Linked DNA regions of Hordeum vulgare: region 2 is linked to region 1. Evidence: chromatin contacts called from public Hi-C data. All regions are on one chromosome and are shown on one strand. The core of a region is the stretch at or near the end of the contact, and the rest is flanking DNA. Distances in the headings are between cores, read along the strand shown. Region 1 holds the start of LOC123425613 (O-fucosyltransferase 36-like). Region 2 holds the start of LOC123429825.

Evidence for each region. Hi-C and Micro-C count contacts between places; a contact is called where the count stands out from the background.
Region 2: a contact with region 1 is called in a Hi-C map of seedling, with 4 times the contacts expected there. The contact joins the promoter of LOC123429825 here to the promoter of LOC123425613 in region 1. A contact is called at or near these places in 3 of 6 Hi-C or Micro-C datasets (leaf, seedling and an unstated tissue) and 1 of 1 datasets of contacts at active chromatin or transcription factors (embryo).

Annotation. Positions count from the first base shown.
Region 1 is chr2H:149,199,637-149,206,540 of MorexV3_pseudomolecules_assembly, forward strand. LOC123425613 (O-fucosyltransferase 36-like) reads right to left here and starts at 5,346. Exons shown (of 3, transcript XM_045109308.1): 1 at 3,964-5,346; 2 at 2,005-2,254; 3 at 1,530-1,908. The coding sequence starts at 5,216. The coding sequence ends at 1,732.
Region 2 is chr2H:149,614,373-149,621,302 of MorexV3_pseudomolecules_assembly, forward strand. It overlaps LOC123429825, which reads right to left and starts at 3,652. Exons shown (of 2, transcript XM_045113808.1): 1 at 3,384-3,652; 2 at 1,752-3,167. The coding sequence starts at 2,898. The coding sequence ends at 2,056.

The sequences.
Region 1 (6,904 bases), core at 4,096-6,595:
GATAGGCTTTGATGAAATAAAAATCACGAAAAAAATGGACCCAAAAAACCGTGCCTCCCGTAATAGAAAAGAAAACAGAAAATCGTGTTTTCGTGTTTTTTCCTTTTCAAGAGGCATGATCGTGTCTCTCACGAAGACAAAATCATGCCTCTCATGGAAGCAAAATCGTGCCTCTTAATGAAAAAAATGCATTTTCCCCTTCCCGAGAGCCACGGGCATGCCTCTCACAAAGGCAAAACCGTGCCTCTCGCGAAAAAAAAACAGAAAACATGTTTTTTCCTTTCCGAGAGGCATGGCCGTGCCTCTTGCGAAGGCAAAACCGTGTCTCTGGCGGAAGCAAAACCGTGTCTCTCGTGAAAAAAAAAATAGAAATCATGTTTTTTTGTTTCCAAGAGACACGGCCATGCCTCTCGCGGAGGCATATCTGTGTCTTCCGTGAAAGCAAAACCGTGCCTCTCATGAAAAAAATCGCATTTTTTTACGAAATTTTTTTTTTTGGATTTTTTTCCTTCAAAAAACTAAGAAAGACCCGTGGAAAACTGAAACACCAAAAAATTACAAAAACAATCTAAAAAGCCGAAAACGCGTGCGAAAAAATAAAAAAATAAAGTCCGAAGAAATCGCTAAAAACGTAACACGTGGCGATGGCTGAGAACGCGTTAAGTAACGGCGCGTCAAGTAATGGCTCCAGAAGAAGCGCTCACTGGATGGCTCCAGAAGAGGGGCTCACTAAGAGTCACTCCGGCGGGTCTAATCGGCAACTATTTTTATAAATATTCCGGGCATTTTTTAAAATACTCTGTACATTTGAAGATATGTCTTAAACAGAGTACATTTAAAAATTGTGTTTTGGAAATTTTACGAGACTTTTCTGAAAATTATGGATATTTTTTAATAAAGTAAAAACAGGATTTATAGGGCCACGACAAATAGTTACCTCGCAAAATGAATAAAGACAAATAAAAGCCGTTTAGAAGGCCCGGCTCGTGTGCACCGGCACAGAGGGTGTGAAGCCGTAGCTCGAGTTGGCAACCCATTCCATGTTTGGATTGTTGGTCAACTTACACTGCATGCTACTCCCTCCATTCCTAAATACTCCCTCCGTTCTTAAATATAAGTCTTTTAAGAAATTTTACTAAATGACTACATACGAAGCAAAATGAATGAATCTACATTCTAAAATATGTAGTCCTCTAGTAGAATCCATAAAAAGACTTATATTTAGAAACGGAGTGAGTATAAGTCTTTTAAGAGATTTCACTAGAGGTCTACATACGGAACAAAATGAATAAATCTACACTCTAAAATATGTCTATATACATCCGTATGTAGTCCATTAGTGGAACCTCCAAAAAGACTTATATTTAAGAACGAAGGAAGTAGTATGTACAGTATTTCACGGAAACAAAGTGCAGCAGGAAAGGTAAAATTCAATTCCAGCTAGTATAGAATGGGCATTTCACTTGCCACACATGGTTAATAAAAAAATACTGCACCCCCGCAAAATAAAAATAAAAAAACACTGCACAACCCACAAGCCCCCTTTGTATTCTCTAACCATGTAAGAATAACATACGCCGCACAGACAAATCAGTGGACGGCGCTGATACAGATATCACAACTCTTTTACACTTAGTTGTACACACCAATTTACAGGATATATGTATATCATCAGCACGTAAAGGGAAAAAGAATGCCGCTATGAATCTCTCTACCATGGGTACTATTTTCTCACTCTAGCTCTGCTATGTAGTTGGGTGGCTCACCCTGGCAGAGGTACTCGTCGCAGTAGGACATCGATCCCCAGCCCCTCCGTAGCCTGAAGATATCCTCTGTGAAGGTGGAGCCCGATGACCCTATGAAAACGTTTGACAAAGCGCAAATTGTCTTGTCGAGCATGGCCTCGACCTGCATAAGCAATCGAAGCGGTTTGCTATTTAACCAAACCATCTCTACCCAATACGAGAACCAAGACAAAAGAAGAGGACGGGAATTGATATATACCTGATCATCTCCACCCATGTGTTTTCTGTATAACAAGGCATCCCACTTCTCCGAACCTTCATGCTCTGGTCTTCTCACAAGAGGTACTTGCCGGTCATTGAATACAATCAACGACTGCAGAAGATTCGTCTCACTCCCAGCAGCATCAGTCGACAGATATATTACTGGGGCATTAGCTTTCTCGATGATTCGCAGGATGCATCCTGCTGCCTGAGGGATAGGAAAGAAGCAGCTCTCTTTCTTCACATTACTGCACGGAGACAAAAAAATATCAATTAATGCCACACAGGAAAAGATACTTACAAATTATAACAATATTTGTGTGTGATGAACTGAAAGTCTCGGCAGATTTTCTAGGCAATGAGCTGTTTTCCCATCAATAATCCCCAAAGAACCTCAAGCATATGGTGCATCCGGGTGCCATAGCTACAACGACAAAGTGCAGGGAGTAATTCACACATGTAAATGTAATAGGTTTCATGCCAATCCAAGCTATAACCAAGTGTCAACTTTATATACTCCCTCCGTTCCTAAATATAAATCTTTTAAGATATTTCAATAAAAAACTACATACGGATGCATATAGTCATATTTTAGAGTATAGATTCACCCATTTTGCTTCGTATGTAGACCTCTAGTGAAATCTCTTAAAAGACTTATATTTAGGAATGGAGGGAGTATATGATTTCTTTGTAGTCATAGAGTGGGTACTAATTTCTTACATCTTGTAAACTTTAAGCACAGGAGCACTAATTTCTATATCACAAACTCAAAGAACCTAATGATGTATTAGCATGAACTGAAAGCAGATAACAACTATCTCATCACAATCAAATATCATGTTTCTTTGGCATATATCATATATCTGTGGATATATCCAAGATAGAAAAGCAAAAAAACAGAGTTCAACTAAATATGTTTCTCTGAACTGTTGTGACATCGTGAAACAATGAGCCAAATATAACGGATTAGTAAGTGAGGTCGCGGAACTCACATGGTCAGCCAAATTGATAGAAGCAATTAATTATACTAGAAGGAACTGTTGACAAGGAAACTCATAACGCATTGCTCGTCTCTGTAGAATTTTCTTTGGACACAGCTGTACTAAAATATCGAATAATAAATTATGTTTTAACAAAAATAATTTTGTTTAACTGCTATAGAAAATTACCCCAACCTGCAAGGTGCTGCCTGGTGCTAAATATTGAGTACTTTGCAGAAGTGTCTTATGGACGTATCAGGATGATAATGGGTGACACATGCTAACCAAATATGACCCACAATGTGAGGAACCAAGACCAAGAGCAGTAACCAGCTCAAAGTTGGTCATGAAGTTATCAGGTTAAACCATTTAGCTGAGCCTGACGAGTTAAATTAAACAAAAGGCAGAGCGAATCGTGAACTTTGGTGCACCCTAAGTAAGGTATCAGGAACTAAAGTAAAAATAACTCTTCAGGAATAGACTTTGATCAGTAGAAGAGAAACTATATGCTATGTACATGAAGCTTATTCTATCATAAGGAGGACATGGTTAATTTATAGTATTAGCAGACACTTCATTAAAAGCCCCATGAAGACTGTCTATAGTAAATTTGGTCAGCTGTGTAGTAGTCAGACTTTGACTTGTATAAATTTAACTTCCTAGATCTAAATGAAGAGCCATTCTTTATCAAAATAAGTGGCTGGTGTTTTGGACGAATTATCTAAGCAGACAAGTTCATTTTCCAAAATTCCAATGTCCAAAGCATCATCAGCCAAGCAATGACTAAAACAGGATAATGTATGAGCAACCCGAACGGTCCAATTATAACAGAAATAAAGCCAGCTACTACTAGAGCCTAGAAACAAAATGCAGCCCTGTCAGCATGTTGGATCACAAGTTCCACAAACAACCTTAATATATGCATCTTGCTAAATATCGAGATGATTGATTACTAATCAACTGATATGATGTCTTACCAGAACTTAAGAAAGCCATGTCGACGGAAATGCAAAGCAATGTAGTTTCCACCCAAGAAAGTCTGCACAAATCGCTGCGCGGTAAGCATTATGAGCCTGCTTGGTTGGATCAAAGTCCTGCATTTGTGAGCCAATGGACCACCAGGCTGCATCATCCACTCTTCCTCAGCATCAGCATAGAACAACTCACCGACTGCAAGCACCTCAGCGTCTGTCGTGAACTTTGCCGTGATATCTGCTGCATATCTCTTCTTTGGCTCCTTCAGTTTTGCATCCTCTGGCCAAGCAGCCTCAATCTTGCCCATTGAAATCCCCACACTCTTCAACTTCTTAATATGATCCTCATCCATGTAACAAGGGGGCGACCCCACGTAACATATAAATTGATCGATGCTCACTTTCTTCCTTTTATCCACAAATTCCTCATAAGTAATCACAACCTTCCTTCCAATACACTCATTAATGTGGTTGATATCAAGCACCCGGTCGTACTGATAATCTACCTTCTGGCTGGGAACCACCAAGATCCGGCCAAGAAGTGCGGCGAAGAACATGTGCTTCTCCAAGCAAATCAAGTGGTTCGACATTTGCCCAGAGAGACAGATGGCGAACAGGTACCGATTCTTCTTGGGGTTCCACTCTATCGTCCGCCGGTTGTACGGCAATTCCCTCCTCCTGCACCCGGGGCCTGGCAGATCAAGATCCAAAGCATCTTCTGTGGCATTGCCGGCCCCAGAGTGGTGCGTTGAGAGGAGCGCCTCCTGGATCTCGCGGTTGATCTTGATCTGGCTGAGGAGCGCAGCCTGGAGATCAGACAACGAGACAGGGGCGGCGGTGGAGCTGTTGGTGGGCTCAGGGGCGGCAGTGCGGTTGAAGAGGCTGAGGAGGCCGGAACGCTGGGAGCGGAGGAGATAGAGCGCGTGGAGCTCGGCCTCGCGCATGCGGGAGGAGGCAAGGTCGGCGGCGGGCGAGGCGGAGGGTAGCCGGATGGAGGCGGGGAGAGACGAGGCGCCGCCGAGGGAGAAGAAGAGGATGATGAAGAGGACGGGGAGGCAGACGCAGATGAGGAGGTATCGGCGGGACCAGAGGACGCGGCCGAGAGATGTGGCGGAGGAGGGAAGCGCGGGGCGGAAGCCGGAGATGCTGAAGGAGGCCCGGGAGCGGGACGAGGGGGAAGGAGGCTTTGTGTGGTTCTGGGGGACGAGGGTCTCGAGGTCGTCGTCCTCGTCGGAGACGGAGGGTTCGCGGTCCATGGCGGCGGAGGATAGGGAAGTGTCGGTGTGGGGTGGGAGTGGCGAGGCGGGAGGGTAGAGTGATGTTGGGGGGAAGAAGGGTGGGAAAGATGGAGGGTAGATGACGGCGACCGTCCAACGGTGAGGATGACGGTCGTCTAGCTTCGCGTAGTAGGCAAGCTGATACGTAGATGGATACACAGGTCCAACCGATTTTTTTTACGGGAATGCTAATTTTCATCCGGCTGAAATATTTTCAGCTTTCATCCGTTTCTCTGCCCGTTCGATCCTTGTGTCAAGATCCCTGTTTTTTTCTTTCTTTTTTGTCTCGAGGTGTTTTGGTTGTTATCGGGTCTACAATCTTTTTCTGGAGACCCGTTAATCTTGATGGGTAGCGTGTCCTAATTGTTTCTTTTATTTCCTTTTTCTCCTCTGCTCACTTTGTCCCTGTCCATTCACCATTTCAAGCGGCGCGAGCATGAGACATTGAGTCATGGCGATTTTTGGCTAAAGATCCCAGTCGCTGATCTCTCAAGGGCGAGCTGGTGGTTAGGCGTCCTGTCCTCCTCCCCCACCCCTTCCTTTCACCTGCTTCCTTGTCGTCAAGCGCGCACAGAGGAAGAGGCGAAATCAATGCCATGGCAATCCGTCTGCATTGGTTTCGCGTCGCTCCTCATTTTTCTTGTGTTGACTTGCGAGCCGTGTGTCCTCCTCATCATCCTCCGTCCATGGTTGGTTTTGTAAGTATCATTTCCCTCTGTTTTCCTTCCCCTATTTTTTTCTGTTTGATTTTTGCTAGATCCGGTGGATCATGTATGTTATCCCGTGTAGCCATGGTTCCTAGATGTTTTTTTGTTGTAGATGTATGGTTCCATGTATATGTAGTGGTGGATTCTTCCAGTATATTGTTGATATTTTGTGCTTCCTAATTGCGTTCTAGTTGTCTCTGTAGAGAGTAACTCCTAATTGTGTTCCATTTCTTTAGTGGATCCTTCTTGTAGTTATCGGTTTGGATCCCTCCTTGTTTGTTGTAGATGTTGAACTCCTAGGTGTGTACAATCCCTCCTATGGATCCCTCCTGTAGTTGTCGCTATGAATCCCTCATGTTTGGATGTAGATGTTGAATCTACCTCATAGTTTATGTGAATCTATAAAAATCAGTGTAATCACAGCTCCAGTCTCTGAAACTCATGTGTTTTTATCAGAAATCCAGTGTAATTTCATTGATATTTGTATTGTAAGTACAATTCATGTTTCAGTGAATTTTCAGTATTTATTATGGGTATTTTCAGTGGAATTGCAGTTTTTTTAAACTCTAATACAATGGTTATTTTAGTGTAATTACAAACTTACAATCAGTATTTTAGTGTGTATTCTTAGTGGTTTTCACTGTAATTCTCAAGTGGATTTACGGTCTAATTGCTTTAGTAATTTAGGTGATATTTTTGCAGCGTAATTCTCAGTGCATTTTCAATGTATCATTAGTACATTTTGTAATGTAATTCTTTAGTGGGTTGAGAGGATTTTTAGTGGATTCACAATGTAAGCTTCACTTGATTTACACTATAGTTTTTAGTGGATCAGTACTGTAATTTTCAGTGAACTTGCATTGTAACTCTTGATTTTTACAGTGTAATTTTAGTGGATTTACAATGTAGTTTTTAATGGATTTAGACTATAATTTTTCAGTGGAATTCGCACTGTAACTA
Region 2 (6,930 bases), core at 2,402-4,901, 410 kb after region 1:
TTCTAATCTTTGCCCCAACCCCAACCCTTAAAACTGTCATTTGGCATTGCATAATTTTCACTAAAAAAACATAATAAATCTGATGGTTGGAGGCACCTGAAATTAATAAGATTAAACAGATCAAAGCACCATTTTTCCATAGGGAACACCCTGTATGCAGGAAAGAAATAGGGAAAAGTTTCTTCACAATATGAAAAGGGATAGCATGTTCAAAAACCAATTTTATCACACTAAAAATAAACAGAACGTGAGAAGCATACAATATGCAAAAATATGCAAAGCGTGAGATTGATAACTGTTGTTCGAATAGTGCTAATCGGATATTACACCTAATGCAAAATCCAGAATACAGCCAGGACCTCGCGCGCCGGCTGCTGGCGCTCGCGCGCTGCTGCTGCTGCGGCGCCGCCGCGGCGAGCTCCTTCTGCGGCAGGGAGAGGGAAGGGGAGGGGACCTTGTGGGCGAAGGCGGCGGAGGTGGCCTTGGCGGCGGCGGAGATGGAGGTGGGCAGGGCGGCTGGCGCGGCGGCAGGGGCGGGCGGGGCGGGCGCGGGGGCGGGGCGCGACGGCGGCCTGGGCGGGCGCGGCGGCTGGCGCGGCGGGCGGGGCGAGCGCGGGGACGCGACGGCTGGGGCGCGGAGGGAACGCGGGGGGAGGCAGGGCGGCGGCGGCCGAGGCAACTTCCTCGCGCGCGCGGGGAACGAACCGCCTCCCGCGCGAGGTGGGAAGTGGAGTGCGGGTTGGGGGCAGTTTTCCCTCCCAACCCTCACTTCTACAGGCTGGGAAGGGGTTTGAGGGTTGGACCTTTAAATTTTTTTACGGGTTTAAGGGTTTAAGGGTTCTAGTCTACGTCGTTTTTCCGATGAAAACTGTAGAAAAACGGTTATTTTTAAGGGTTTGAGGGCTGTACTAGAGATGCTCTCACCTCACCTCATCATACTGACAAAACACACAGGCCCAAAAGAAAGGGAACTTGACAAAAAGATAGGTGTACAATGCAACTTTGCCCCTCTCGGTCCATGATATTCTGCTAAAGAAACTGACAACTAGTATAAAAACATTTCGATAAAATAATCTGGACTGATATACCAATATTGTGGAGCTCTCGGGCCAGGGGGGGGATCAACAAGAAAAATATGTTCAGTAACCAGACTCGTTATTTTGAGAAGGGATCATCCTGTAAACAGAGTAGTTGAGGAAAAGATAGGACATTTGACAAAAAATACAGGCTCAACTTTCACATATTAACTACTCCCTCCGTTTCAAAATATAAGACCTTTTAGAGATTACACTAGGAGACTACATACGGAGCAAAATGAATGAATCTACATTCTAAAATATGTCTACGTACATCCGTATGTAGTTCATAGTGCAATATCTAAAAGGTCTTATATTTAGGAACGGAGGGAGTAGTACAGTATAATCTGACTTCTTGGTTTTGGACATTTTAACTTCCACTTTGCCATCTCGCGAGAAAAATAAAACTTCCACTTTGGGCAACTTCTGTAATTATAGTCAGGAGGACGGATCATCAACATATATCATATATCCTGTGGTGAAGTACACTGCACACTGGGAGGAGCACTGCAGCAGCTTAGGGTATTGTGGTGGTAACGAAATGAAACCTGCTGATTATCATGATTATCTTTACCAGACAGCAGCAGATTTTTTCAAGTCAATACTCACTCCACATAGACAGTCTCTCTGAAAAATAGACATATCCATGGTATAAGAATTGTAAAGAGTGCAGAGTAGCATAACACAACGTTTCAGCATTTGTTGGAATTCTGTTCAAAGTTTGCAAGGTGGAATGGAAATAAAATAAAATGAAGCACTAGAATCGACCAAACATTCCACCTCTCATTGATATTACCAAATCATATGGATATATCAAAACTCAATCTGCTAACCATGCCACCACTAGAACCAGAACAAAGAACTAAGGAACATGAAAACTCGCAAAAGGTTTTGTTAGGCTTGCTAGATCCTATATTCTACTGTCAGGATTCATTCACCCGATGTGGAGTAGTCGAAGAAATCTTTCATCGTGTTTGTGCTACTCAACCTTCCATGCGTGAAGTATCAAAGTAAAACCAAACCGACCCACTTGACGCTCCTTTTCGTCCTGTGAGGATGGCCTTGACAAAAATTTCTGCATGGATCGGCCTGACTGAAACAAGAACACGGCACATCCATTCGACGAGCCAAATAGCCAATCGTGCACATCCCAGAGCACCTCCACCGGCAGGCCATCAACATAGAACGTCTGGTTTCCTCTGAACTTCCATGCAAGCCTCTTCACCTGCAGTACTCTCTTCTTCCCAACCCTGATCTCGAGGCTTGGATCCTTCGTCCCTGACGTGTCACATTCTATGGTGATATTATGATGCTGATCAATGTCGGAAAACCGAGCCTTTGTGCAGTACACCTTCTTCCCGTATGTGTGCTCCTTCCTGGCTATCATGACTGCATCGGAAGGCAAAGCATTCGAAGACACCTTGTGATACATGTCCCCAAGCACAAGGACAGCTTCGAGATCAAAGATGAGAGCAACGTAGTATCCTTCCAGCGGCTCCGGCCCACCCACAAACTTGGCCGAGGACAGGTCCCAGAGGACGTCCAGGGTGCCGCCGTCCACCTCCATGGACTTGGAGCCTTTCCTCTTGGAGAAGAGCCACGGCTTTATCTCTGTCTTGCAGAGGAAACGGCCCGAGGAGTCATGGATGGCGACGGCCAGAGCCTGCCCCATGGCCGCCTTGCTCCAGGTGACGGTGACCCTGCAGGATTTGCCGCGCAGGCGGGCCTGGTAGGCGCACTGCACCATGGTCTTGGCGCTTGAGGACGAGGGACGTGCGACTTGGACGCCGCTTTGGCTGAGGCAGGACGCGAGATCTCTCATGACGACGGTTGCGACCTGCAGCCGTCGCCTTTGCGGCTTTTCGACGAACAGTATGTGTGCTGTGCAGGTGCAGCGAGCGCAACCGCCGGGTCACGCGGTGTGCGGGCAGGAGAGTATTCTGCTCGGTCTGATGCAGAGCATCTTCATACTTGGAGGTCTGAAAAATGGTCGCGATGATCCATCAGAACCGCATCGTTGCCCTCCGTAGCACAAGATTTGCGCCACCAGATGTAAGCATGTAACCCCTGTTCGTCGACCTGTCCTGGAATCTGAAACAGACAGACAATGGCAAATGAAGGTCACTTGGACCGGAAAAAACGCAACCTTCGAGATCAATCAACGGAGGGGGAAAAAAGAAAGCACGCCTCTCGCGACGAGATCAAGAAGATGCCACCAGCTCTATCGCAGCAGCGAAGAAGAGAGAACTCCAAAGAAGAAGGCTGGGAAACAGGGGAGACAAATCCGCTGCCCTGCGCTGCGCTCACCTTAACAAGAACTCGGCTGCTCCACAGCGAAGTGTCCCCTTCACTCAGGAGTCAGGTGCAGTAAAATAGTAGCAGTAGGCGGTCTGTCTGCCATTTCATCTTTCCTTTCCTTTTTGCTTGGGCTTGCTGGCCGTGTTGGTGTTGGAGTGACCAAAAGCAAGCGGGCGGAAAGAAGAAGACAAGCCTAGGAGGGCGACCGCGGCCACCAGTGAGGTGTCCTTGGGGAATGTGGGCAGCGGAAAAGACGGGGAGGTGCGCGCGGGCAGCAACAAGCTTGCTGCCCAGACCAGACAGACAGGTCTCGGGCTGGGGAGAGCCTGAGATGCTGCCGCGGTTGCACTGTCCAATCACCGCACAGCGGAAGGTCGTCCCTCTCTCTCTGCGGACACGTGAGCTCCACCTGATCCGCGTCTTCCGCTTCTGGGCGCACACGACGAAGGCAACTCCGCCGATCCAAACTGTATGCGCGCTGTGTCCGTTCCAAAAAAAAAAACACAAATCGCGGCATAATACCCTCTCCAACCGTTAGGGCAACTCCAACAAACCGACCTATCTTGTTTGTCGTCGTCCGTTTGAATCCTTACGGATAAAAGGTTGTTCCAACGCGCCGACTTAAAAGACGCGCATCCGCTTTTTGTCTGTCTTTCGACCCATTCCCGGTCTAATTTTAAGCCTGATTTGCATCGGTACGCATACGAGGCGTACGTGCGCGGCGAGCACCTACTTACCCCTAACCCCAAGTCGACGACAAAGCGATCACCTTTTTCTTCCATCCCCCCCCCCCCCCAAACTCTCCCGCTCGCTCCTGCGCCTTCTCCCACCGCCATGAACGACGACTTCGAAGCCACCGCCGCCATCGCCTCAATGGGCTCGTCCATTGCCACTGCCGAATCCAGAGGCAAGGCCCACGCCCCCAGCAAGGCCGCCGTGTCGCCCAAGAAGAAGAAGGAGGAGTTGACGCCTGAGGAGCGGGTCGTGGAGTCGGTCAAGAGGAAGGGCCGAAGGCACACGCATGACACAAGGGGCGAGGCAGCTGCCTCCGCGGAGCAGGAAGACACCAATGCCCGGGTGAAGGCGGCAACGATGGAGGCCTTGTTATACCTAGGGGTAAACCCTAGCCAGCACGGGCTTGTCAACGCCGTCCTTGTCGCAGCCGCGGCCAGCACGAGCTCGTCAGCATATCCTCGGATGATGTTGCCGGAGTCTTCGCGCGCGTCTTGCACGCAACCGATTCCCGGCCGTCGGATTTCGGGCTCCGCAAAATCCTAAGGATTCGAACACAGGGGCGTGTGCGTAGGTTCCTCCCTGCTTCGCTCCGTCTAGCCTGCAACTCGATGGTAACGGCAAAGAGCTCACTCGAAGGTGAGAAGAACACAGTACACAACAGTTTACCCAGGTTCGGGCCGCTGCGAAGCGTAAAACCCTACTCCTGCTTTGGTGGGTTGCCTCTCACGGAGGTTGATGGCGAGATAGTAGAGTGCTTTCGTGCCTCCGGAGGCCAAGTGGCTAAGTGTGTTGTTCTAGGGTTCCAATGGTCTGAGGATCCGATCCCCCTCTCAAATATCCTACCCTCTCTATTTATAGTGGAGGCAGGGTCCTCTCCCTTATCGTCGGCGGCAAGGCATCCCACAACGGCCAGCTTCGGTGGGAGACACGGGAGCATGCCTCCCCTGCCAAAAGTGGTCTTCGCCTGCGAAGCCGCTGCCAGCACCGCAGAGATGAGCGCAGGGATGACGTCCGTCCTGTCGGAGGGCAACCAGGGTCTTGTTGCACCGGTAAGGAAACCTTTAGAAGATGCATTTGGGGTCCTGATTCACTCCTGCCCTCTTTGCACCGAAAGGGGAAGTTGTCCTGCTCTGCCACCTTCTGATCGTCTGCCCCTCCCTGGCGTCACCCTTGACTCCTGAGTCCAAGCCTTACCTTGGAATATCCGCCGCTCCGGAGGAGTTCTAAAGAAGCCTTCGTGCGGGTCTTGATGCTCCTCCTCCTTGTGAGACTTGTCCCCTCACGAGGGCCTTGTTCAAAGCGGTGTTGTTCCTTGTCGAACTTGTGTACGAAGCGGGCCAGCCCTGGGCCGCAGGCAGGCAGGTATGGGTACCCCCGTTCCCAGAACGCCGACAGTAGCCCCCGGGCCCAAGGCGCGCCTGGGTTGGCTTCCTAGCGAAGCCTTGAAGACGGCCCGAAGCGTCGCGGGCCCCATTTGCGTGCGGTTCTGGCGACCCGCGTGTCTCGAAGCCGCACGAAGCCGCCCTCGCTTGCCGAGGTGCCCCGACGGTGCCAGGCCACGACGGTGCGATTCCCAAGAATCATGTTGGCCATCATTTTTCTCATTGAATGCGACCGCACCCAATACCCCCAACGGATGTGACCGATCGATGTACAGGTGAGGCGACGTGAGTGGCAGCGCTTCCATCGGTCCACCTCCCGGCCCTCGCGAGGCGTGCGATGCCCACGCTCCCAGGACGGTTGGCGGCTGGGGCTCGCCCTTAAGTATGCCCCGCCGCCTGCGAGGGGAGGTACCGCAACCTTGGGCTCCTTCTCTGCTTCCCCCATCCGCCGCGAGGAGACTTCTTCCCCTTCTTCGCTCTTCATCTTCATCGCATCCCCTAGAGATGGCTCTGGCTGGGGAAAGCATGCGGCGCCTCCTGCGCCATCGTCCGCCCCCGGGGGTAGTGGCGGAGAGCGCTTGGGGCCCTCGCGCTTCCGCCCCCGTTGGGTGCTGGTTGGCGAGTAAGTCCTTCATCGCGCTTCCTTTGTCGTCCTGTGTGTTGTCCTCGGGTTGATTCTTCTTCTTCTTCAGCGTGCCCGCCTCCGAGGAGCCGAGGTTAGGTGGGCTTCAGGAGGAGGTAAAGGGGCTGCGGGCCTAGCTTGCGAACGCCGAATCCGCTCTCTAGATCGCTCGCGGGGAGGAGGCAGAGGCCGTAGCTGAGCTGGCGTCACTACGGAAGCAGGTCCAGGAGGCGACCGACGTCGTCCTGGTTGCCGATGGTGAGGCGTCGAACGCCTGAACAATGGCCCGCCAGCGTGCCATGTGTTTCACCGACGTAGCCAGCCGGGCGGTCGGCGCGACTCGCCGGTTGGTGGGGGTGGCCCCGGCGCGACTGATGGGGTTATAGTCCCAGGGTAGGGTCATAGGCCTGCCTTATAAGTCCTACCCAAGGACTACCCTTCATAAGGGACAAGGCCCTTTATCAGTTCCGACTGAATTAAGGACTTCCCATCATCCAGTCGGCGACGATTCCCCCATCATCCAGTCGGAGACGAGCATTCGGAGCGCATTAAACTTACCGACTGGATTCCACTATGTATATCGTAACCTCCTTGGAGGGAAACGGTCATACGTTTTCATACACCATTATTAGCATTTAAGGCATACGTTACCTGTAACGTAGGCATTTATTCACCACTACTCCACTCCTGTTCACCGGACCGTTGTGAAGGGCAACGCACTCTATATAAGCCGCCCTTCCCCACTGGTGCAGGAGAGAGCATTTCACTTTACTCCATATTTCACTCGACATTAAGCTCCCAAGAGCACTGAGACGTA